2 separate regions of the Drosophila melanogaster genome follow, and region 2 is linked to region 1. Evidence: chromatin contacts called from public Hi-C data. All regions are on one chromosome and are shown on one strand. Each heading gives the region's core, a stretch centred on a gene start, on an enhancer-like site or on the middle of the called end of the contact. The rest is flanking DNA. Distances are from core to core; before and after follow the strand shown.

Region 1 (4,557 bases), core at 1,464-3,963:
TTCGTGGCGTATCCAATAAAATGTGCGAAAAAGTTGATGCGCGGCTCGCGATTGCCATTTATTTTTATTGCCGCACTTACCTGCTACTTAGCGCCTGCCGCCTTCTTTTCGAGAGCACGTGGGCGTGCCCGCTCACTACGCGCGACACAGAAAACTTTTGAGTTTGAGTTTGAGTTTTGACTTTTGCTGGGTGCGTGGTGCCTGCTTTATGTATAAATATATATATGTACAATATATATATATATATATATTTACTCTAAGTGTGTGTGCGTGTGCGACTGGCACTTTAATCAGCAATGCCAGCTGCTTCTTTTGCCGATTTTCCAGCTTTTCCTGCGAGTGAAAAGTGGGCAGGTGTTGCTGCCGCTGCTTGGCCAGAAACCAGGAAAAAGGAAAATGTGAATGCGAATGCGAAAGGAAATTCGCACATAACACTTCCCAAAGGCCATAAAGTCGCGCATATTTATAAGCCTCGCCTGTCTCTCTCGATTTCCATCTAGGCGCTGCTTTATGCCACCTTTTTTATGACCCAGTCAGTAAATACACGCATACGTATATACGTATGTATATATATCATCCCAACTCACATGGATTGTATTGAGCCCCACCAAGCCATTTGCACTTCATGCGAAAAGCCCACTTCAATTGACATCTTGCAACCTTCGAATAGCCAAAAAGATCTTTTTCGGATCCGTCAGCTGCGTCACATTTGTTTCGCATTTGCCGTTTTATTGCGCAAAATTGAACGCGTACTTTATTGCCGACTGGATTTTTTTTCTTTTTGCATAAACACAATTTATGCATATACAATATACATGACTTGGAATACAAAATAAATTAAAAAAAAAAATGAAAAAAAACCGGGCCCAAAAAGACGTGACACAAAAAAAAAAAAAAAAGCAAAGGGAAATGTAGGGAGCAAAAGTTTTTAATTTGCTTAGACGCGACCAAAAGTCTGCTGCATAACAGCTTTACTCCTGGGAAAATCGAGCTATGTAGCTTTGGCCATAGCCTTCGCAGCTTTAACCAGATTAAATTATCGCATTTTTCTTTGTACACATCTATAAACATATATATTTTTATTTTGGCCCGCTGCTGTTGCTCCTGCCTCGCTGATTCGATTTTTGCTACCCAAAATGAAGAAAAGCAGCAAAAAAAAATATATATATATATATATATATAATATGTGTAGGCATAAAAAAATGAAAGCAAATCCGTAGGCAGGCGTGAAAAGTTCGAATAAATTGAGTAAAAGTTCGCAATTCGCCTTAAACATTTTTGCCTTCTTCGCTGGCGACGGCAACATGAAATTTTCTGCTCGCAGGTGTGGACTTTTTTTCGTCCTTTTCTTTTCAGGATCTGAAAATTTCTTGATACAAGTTTGCCACATTGGCAGCCCAAAAAAAAAAATATATGTAATATATGGAAGCATATTTATTAGTACAAGTTGGAGATCGCAGATCAAACTTTTTGCCACTTCTGGCGTTTTCTTTAAATTTTTCATTTTTCTTGCACTTCTGAGGACTTGAGAAGTTTTCGAACTTTGTAGCCCAATATATAGGCATATTTATGGTCCAAGAATTACGTACAAATAAGGCACATTCTCCAGAAATTAAAATTAAAGGTGAAGAGATTTTATATGTTAAAACACTTAAATAAAAATTTCTTTATAAGACTACGATGTTCTGTTTTGCCAGCGGCTTTTCAACACATGAAAGTTGTATAGTTAACAGTAATATTCTTCTAATACTCTGCTTCCGCTTCTTCAGCCAGCGGACTTTAAAAATTACGAAATTAGTTAAGTTAGGATTTTTAGTAAGTTTTTAGTTGTAATTGTAGTAAATTTCTTTTTGCCACATTTTTGGCGCTTTTTTGAGTGAATTTCCGTTTCAATTGGGCAGCAACAGCCTCGGGACTTTAAAAGGCTCATCCGCACACACAAACACGACAATACCAACGCACACCACCCGCACACGCACACACACACACACATCAGCAGTGCACACACACACAGGACACTTACGGCTTGAGTTATTGGGGCAGGCCCAAAAGTATGCTAAGCTTTTCGCTTTCGCTCTGCAGCTGCTGCCAACTGCAAACTGCAATCAACTGGATTTCACTTTTTCGCCAGCCGTCGTCTCACTTTTCATTGTTTACGTTTCACTTGTACGTCTCTCGCCTTCTTTGTTTTCGTGTTTTTCTTGTCAATTGAGGAAAACCCCAAAAAGAGAAACAACAACAATGCAATATAGATGGCACACTCTCACACACTCAACCGAAAAAAACAACAAACAACAGATGCAATTGGCGGCGGCACGCGTTTCCCGACGCGACGCGACGCGTTTTGAATTTCCCGGGGGTTAACGGGGGTTAATGTATTGGGCGGCGCGGTGAGGGGACAACGTTCCGTGTGGGGCGGGCGGGGGCGTGGGACGTGGGACGTTAGGCGGTTTAGGACGGGCCAGCCACAATTGCAATTTGATGATCGCGATCGCGACCGTTTCACCGCCTTTCCTGCAGCGTTTGAATTTCCCGAGATAAACAGTTTCGATGTCGGATGGAATTCAGTTGTCGAGGATTCGCTTTCGCATTCGAGTTCGAGTTGTGTGGCAAGACGATCCGAAACGAGACGAAACGAATCGAATCGAGAGTCGAGTCAAATGCAGTGAATATATCCGCCTTTAATCGCGCGGCACAAACCGTTGTGTTCGATAACCTAAACGAAACTGAACCGCCGAGCACTCGCGGCTCGAAACTCGGCCAAAGCTTCGTGTCGCCTCGTGTCGCGTCGTCAGTGTCTCGGCCCACGAGTTCCACACACACACACACACACGCGCGCGCGCCCACCTTTGGCAAAGCGCACACGAAGGATGCGTGTGGGTGAGGCCGTGTGTCCGCTGCTCCACTTCCGATTCCCGCTCCGCTTAACTGAAATCCACTTCGTGCGGCGCTTTTGGGCGATGCGCAGGCGCCATAGTGGCACTTGTGGAACGCGAGTGTGGACTGCATTCGCATGGGAGATGAGCAAAGGTTCGATAAATGCCGGGCCAGGGGTCGCCAGGGGTTAAACCACCCCAAAATAAATAAACACGTGTAATGTGGTTTTGCACTCGAAATTAACAAAAAAAAAAAAAAAATTGAAGGGGGGTTCTTTGAAAACAAGCACACCCACTTTATCAATGAAAAATACATATGCATATATGTATATGTAAATACTTACATATGTATGTATGTATGAAATATATATGCACCGCTCTGTTTGAATATTATTTGGATACAATGAACACAGCTACACTAATTCTTATTCATCATTCGCGTATTATCTTCCGTTATCCAAAGTAATTCATTCACAAACAGTTAGTTTTGCATGTTTCCTTCGATTTGCCCACTGATTCTTGCTGTCAACGAAAGCGATTTGAGACACATTTTTTACTTTGATCTCTCTCTTCTTTCAATTGCATCTCATTTCTTATTCTACAATACATACATACGGTTTCGGTGTGCTTTGTATGTTTGTACATACATATGGATGTGGTACTCATTTATTGAATATTTACTTAAATATAAAGATAAATAATCTATTATGGGTAAGTATTTAATAAATGAAAACAATTTTTCCTATTTCTTTTATATAATTTTAGATTTACAAATTGATAGGTTCGCCCACTTGTTATCGAAGGGGCGGGGCATCGCTGGCGGTGTCCGGTGTGGACTCTATTGGGCTACCTCAGCTCGTGTGGCGCCTCCGAGCGACAGTCGTGGCCGATAGGGCAGGCAGCGTTGCAATTGCAGCGGGCGGCACGAAGAGTCCTGCGTGTTGTCGGCAGACGCACGATGTGGCACAGACACAGGACGCAGGACACACGAGACGGACTGCTGACTGCTAACTGCTGCTCATGTTGCATGTTGCACGCTGCAAGTCCGCCTGCCGCTCCTACTGCCGCTCCTTACTGCTGGTTTTGATGGTGATGGTGATGCTGATGCCAGCGGACAAGTTCAAGGGAATTCCGCTCGCGCGACAAATAAATTACATACACACGCACCGCCAGCGAGTGCATGCAAATTAAGATGGCAGCCGCAGATCCTGCTTCCTGCACTCACACCCTCAACTTCAGCTTCAACTTCGCCATCTCGAGATACTCGAGTCATTTGAACTCGGCCAGTGTGTCACCCCGCCTGCGGATCCAATTGTGCCACCATTAACTTCCTTCCGCCGAGGGAAAAAGCGAATGAGCAATGATTATTACATATCAGCTGCATTTTCACAATATATGTACATGCATACAATATTCACGAATTTCTGAACTGCAGCTAAAAGTCCAGTCGTTTCTGATTCGATTATTAGCTCATTAAAATAAAATTATAATGACTGAATGGCTAAACAACCTAATTAACATTAAATTTGTTTCGAAATTATTGATTACGTATTCTATGCATGTATTACAGAAACATTCAATAGCGCAATTTTCAAAATTATTATTTCTGTATTGTGTATTTCTTGATTGAATTACTATCATAGAAGTCCTTCCTTCTAAGTCATTTTTCATTTAATTAAAA
Region 2 (4,351 bases), core at 262-2,761, 43 kb before region 1:
ATTAAATGCAAAATGGCTGGAAAAACATTTTGAAAAGCGCGTAAATACTTAACATAATTTACACACTCTGAAATTGCATTTACTTCTTTTAACGCCAGACGACCCAAAATTGGACAGTAGACATGCTCTTTAGAAAGAGTAGTAATTCAACCATCCTACCCCCAAGATATTTGAAGTACCATGCTGTCACTAAATGGAAATGAAATGCACATTAGTGCGTCCTGTGAACAACATTAATCCGCGACTCCGTTAAGCTAGCAGAAGACCACACATAAAACTTGCAATAAATAAATGACGTATACGAAAGCCAGTTTTCATCGTGGTCATAATGACTGCAATGGATGCAATGGATCGGCTATATGCTGCTCTGATTTTGATTCTGATTCTGATTCCGAATCCGATGACGATGACGGCCCCAATGGAATTTCTCCACTGTCCCGCTGAACATGCAAATCAAATTGAAAATTGGCCCAGCATTGGATGACCATCGGTCGTTGCATCATTATTTTGCATTAAATTCCCCAGCAACTTGTTCGTTTGCATGTGTGTGTGTGTGTGTGTGCACTGGTGGCAATAATTTGCGAAAACAGCCAGGCTACAAATGCCATTAAATGAGCAAAAAGCGCAAAAATGTTGCACCAAGGGGGGGGGGGGGGTGTTTCAGAATCTGTGCTGCGTATCAATGTAATGAACGGTCACCGCAGAGTGAAAGCAAATTGAATGCATTCGGCTCACAGAGAAAATATTTAGTATTCAAAATATCAGAATTCGGCAGCCGCCAAATGAGAGAGCAGTTAGGTACTATTTTTTCGACCAGTGTACTTGCGCACACGGGCCAACAGAGCTTTAAACACCTGCCAAAGGATAAGCCAGTCCTGTCGATTAGGGATTACTTTAATTGTTTCAATCAATGTTGCATACTTTCGGGGGAATCAACTAACTGCAAAGTTTCCACTGCGCCACTGCCGCTGTGTTCACAACTTTCAGTTAAACTTCACTTAGCAATTACCCCACCATTTTGCCAGGCAACACTTGTTTCCTTTCCTTTTCTTCCCCTTCCCCTTCCGTTTCGTTTCGTTCCGTTTCGTTCCCCTCTCCGCCAGCCATTTCCCGCCGACAGTTGTCTTCGGCTGATGAGCAAACAAACATGGACCCATCCGCCTGCCATGAATATGCAAGGAAAAAATAACAAACAAAAAAAAAAAAAAAACAACAAGAAATAAAAAATATAAAAAAAACGGGGAAAAAAACGGAAGGACATCCACTCGCCCATCTGGTGGGCGGAGGGGGCGTGGCATGGCGCAGGCATAACTAGCGTTTAACATTAATACAAATTTGTAGTCAGCAGGTGGCAGTAGTGAGGGTTACAAAGATGGGACGGCAGGAAGGAAGGAAGGAAGGCAAGAAAAAAAGTGTCTCGCATTAAATGTAATTAAAATCAGTTGCAGCACAATGGGGGCGCTGGCGAAGGCAGTCTGTTAGGGGCGTGGCAGCTGCTAACGATGCCCGCGAAATGAAGTGAAAATGTTTGTTGAATATTTCGCTGCATAATGCCAGGCAGGCGCTTGCCTGACACGGAGAAGCGGAAATGGCGAAAAGGTAAAAGAACAAAAGCTCACACACACAAACACACACACACACCGCTAAACATCGGCACACACCAGTACAAAATACACGCATACATACATATATACATACATATGCAAATAGATTATACACCGCATTTGCCCTTTGCTAAGCTACCACTGATTGTGTATGCCGTCTCTATCATTCTTCTTCCTGCTTACTCTTTCGCTCTCCTCCTTCCATCTGGACTGCATTTTGTGCTGAGTTTAGAATTTAATTAAATATGCTGCTGGCGGCTGCCTCTGGCCTCCGGCAGCTTCCTTCTTTAATCGCCGTCTAACCACAGTGGCGGCCAACAAGTGTCAGGCGACCACCCGCCACCCGCCACCCACCACCCCCTCATTCCAGCAGCCGACCCCCCCCCCCCGCCACCATCCCTTTTCATTCGGGAAATTACAAGCCAAAACGTGAATAATTAAGCGGCAAGAGCATTTCCTGAGGCTTCCAACCTGGCCCAGAACGCCATAGAGACTGGAGAATGTGGAGAAAGCGGAGAAAGCGACGAAGGAGAGCGAAAGAGGACAAGAGAGAGACGCCCACTAATGCGTTGATAATTATTAAACGGCAAAAAGGGGGAGAAAAAAAAACAAAAAAAGCAGCAGAGTAGAAGGCTAACGAAGATTTTCATACCCATTTCCATTTTTTAAAGGGAAATTCAAGAATTATCATTCCTAATTAATGAATGTAAAACAACTATTATCTAGTTTCATAACAGATATTAAAATATATACAAACATAATTTCTCGACTTGAGTTGTTGATCATTGAAATTCATGCTTTTCTCTAAATTTCCGATTTTTATCTTGTATCTTTTATTCTTTGTTGAATGAAATATTGTACATAGTATCTCGCAACTCGATAATTCCAACCCCGGTCTAGAGAATTGCTCGTATCAAAATGAATAAACAAAAATAGGGGCGGCTGGCAGAAAATTGAAAGTAAAAATAAACACGAATGCGTCGGTTCTTTAACGTTGGCTCAATTCTTTTCCTGAACTCGTGTGGCCCTTTGTTCACACTAATATATATACGCTTTGAGCGGGTCTCGGAGAATCCCGAGAATTGTAAATATTTTATTAGTTGATTTACAGCAAAGGCCACGAGGCCCAAGAAATGAAAACAGACGCCAAAGCCGCCAAAGGCCGCAAACATCACGCACGGCATCCAATTGTAATGGGTATATGGGTTGTATCGAAAGAAAGTGGTAATCGCGTGGCTGAATTGTATTTCTTTCTTTTTTTTTAAATTTCCAGATATATATATGTATTTCCTAATTTCCCCTTACCACACTGCTGCCTAAACATTTCCGGAAAGCAATTTAAATTGAGTTGGTCTTAGCATGGCGCAATCGTTTTGTATCCTTTCATTTCCAAGAACTTCCCCTGCTTATTTGAGACTATTAAATCCTTGAGGAATCCCTCTACACATATCCATCGCTTCTTCAATGCATTTCACCGTATCTATGCGTTCGTGTATCTTTTTTTGTTGAGCTTCGCTTCGCTCAGTTTTGCTGCTGGTCAAGAGTTTGTTTTGCATTTTTTGTGCTTTTGTTTTTGTTTTTGGTTTTTTTTTTCTCGACAGCGATACATAATGTGTACATGTGTACATGCTCGTACACAAGACGATTTATTAAAACTGACAATGCAGAAAGTGTGTGTTCGATGTCGTGATGCCAGGGAGATGTTCTCTTGATGTTCTTGTTGCTGCCGCCTGCCAGCCGTTTGTTTTGATTGTTTAAAGCATGTTTAGGGTGACAACAGATCGAGGGACACAGGCGGCCATAGCACCAGAGTACCAAAGAGCCAAAGAACCAAAGAACCAGAGATTCCGAGAACTGTCAGTGCCGGTTGGCTGTGTGCCACAGCGGAAAGTGGAAATTGTCAAACATGCCATGGTCAACATCAACAACCAAAAAGAATGCGAAGCAAAAATGCTTCTGCTGTCTCCGATGCTTAAAATTGAACTATGGCCCAGGACACGCAGCACAGGACACAGGATGTAGGCAGTGAGGCAGTAAGGATGTTTGCAGGACATGACAGGTCCTAATCCTATCTCCGGCGACCTGCGAAGAACGAGAGCAACAAGTAAAAAGGTTAAACGTCTGCCCCATCTTGGAGCCACTGCTTCAAAGTTCGCCACTTTCTTGTGATGTTATTATGGAATTTTCACATTTCTTTGTTTTTTTTTTAATATTTTTTTTTTATTTCTATTTCCAATGGAATGACAACGAGCACAACTGAACTGGTGGCTAAATGCACTTACTACACCACTGCATCCATATTGCAACACCATACCATGGCCATATAGCATCATAATCCGCTCTGAAAATCTCTTGACATTTATGATGAACGATTTACCACGCCATTGCAAATTAAAGCAAAAAACAACGGAACCGGAGTGCCGGGGCTCCAAAATCGAATAAAGCACTCCCGACAATCATCGGCATGGCACTGCCACGCCCTTTTCGTCCCATTTCCTTTTTTTTTGGCTTTCTGCACAGCTTGTTTTTGGCCATCGCTCACACTCCCACATTATATGTACATCCAGTACTATTGCAGAATTGAGGGGCGTATTGCGATTGGGAAAATGCACATACACATACACAATATATATATTTATATAGATATATAGATATGTATTCTGTGTAAAGCAGGGGGAAATAAGTTCCAAGAAAAAGTTTATTTTGAGCTTTGACGGGACATTTACGTCTTTGCAATAGAAGTAAAA

What was found. Hi-C and Micro-C count contacts between places; a contact is called where the count stands out from the background.
Region 2: a Hi-C map of the Kc167 cell line shows a contact between it and region 1, with 2.0 times the contacts expected there. The contact joins the enhancer-like site here to the promoter of dpr8 in region 1. A contact is called at or near these places in 16 of 107 Hi-C or Micro-C datasets (the Kc167 cell line, the OSC cell line, cellular blastoderm embryo and 8 more).

Annotation. Positions count from the first base shown.
Region 1 is chrX:14,320,382-14,324,938 of dm6, reverse strand. It overlaps dpr8 (defective proboscis extension response 8), which reads right to left and starts at 2,713. Exons shown (of 10, transcript NM_167408.2): 1 at 2,024-2,713; 2 at 81-201.
Region 2 is chrX:14,362,076-14,366,426 of dm6, reverse strand. The region is part of intron 3 of dpr8 (defective proboscis extension response 8); the gene reads right to left. Among named protein-coding and RNA genes, the nearest start is that of betaNACtes3, 15 kb to the left of the region's middle. Within about 2 kb of position 1,511, at least 7 of the 39 cell types and tissues checked have an H3K27ac peak or open chromatin away from gene starts, as enhancers often do. A contact at or near this core is called in the Kc167 cell line and the OSC cell line, where this site is marked.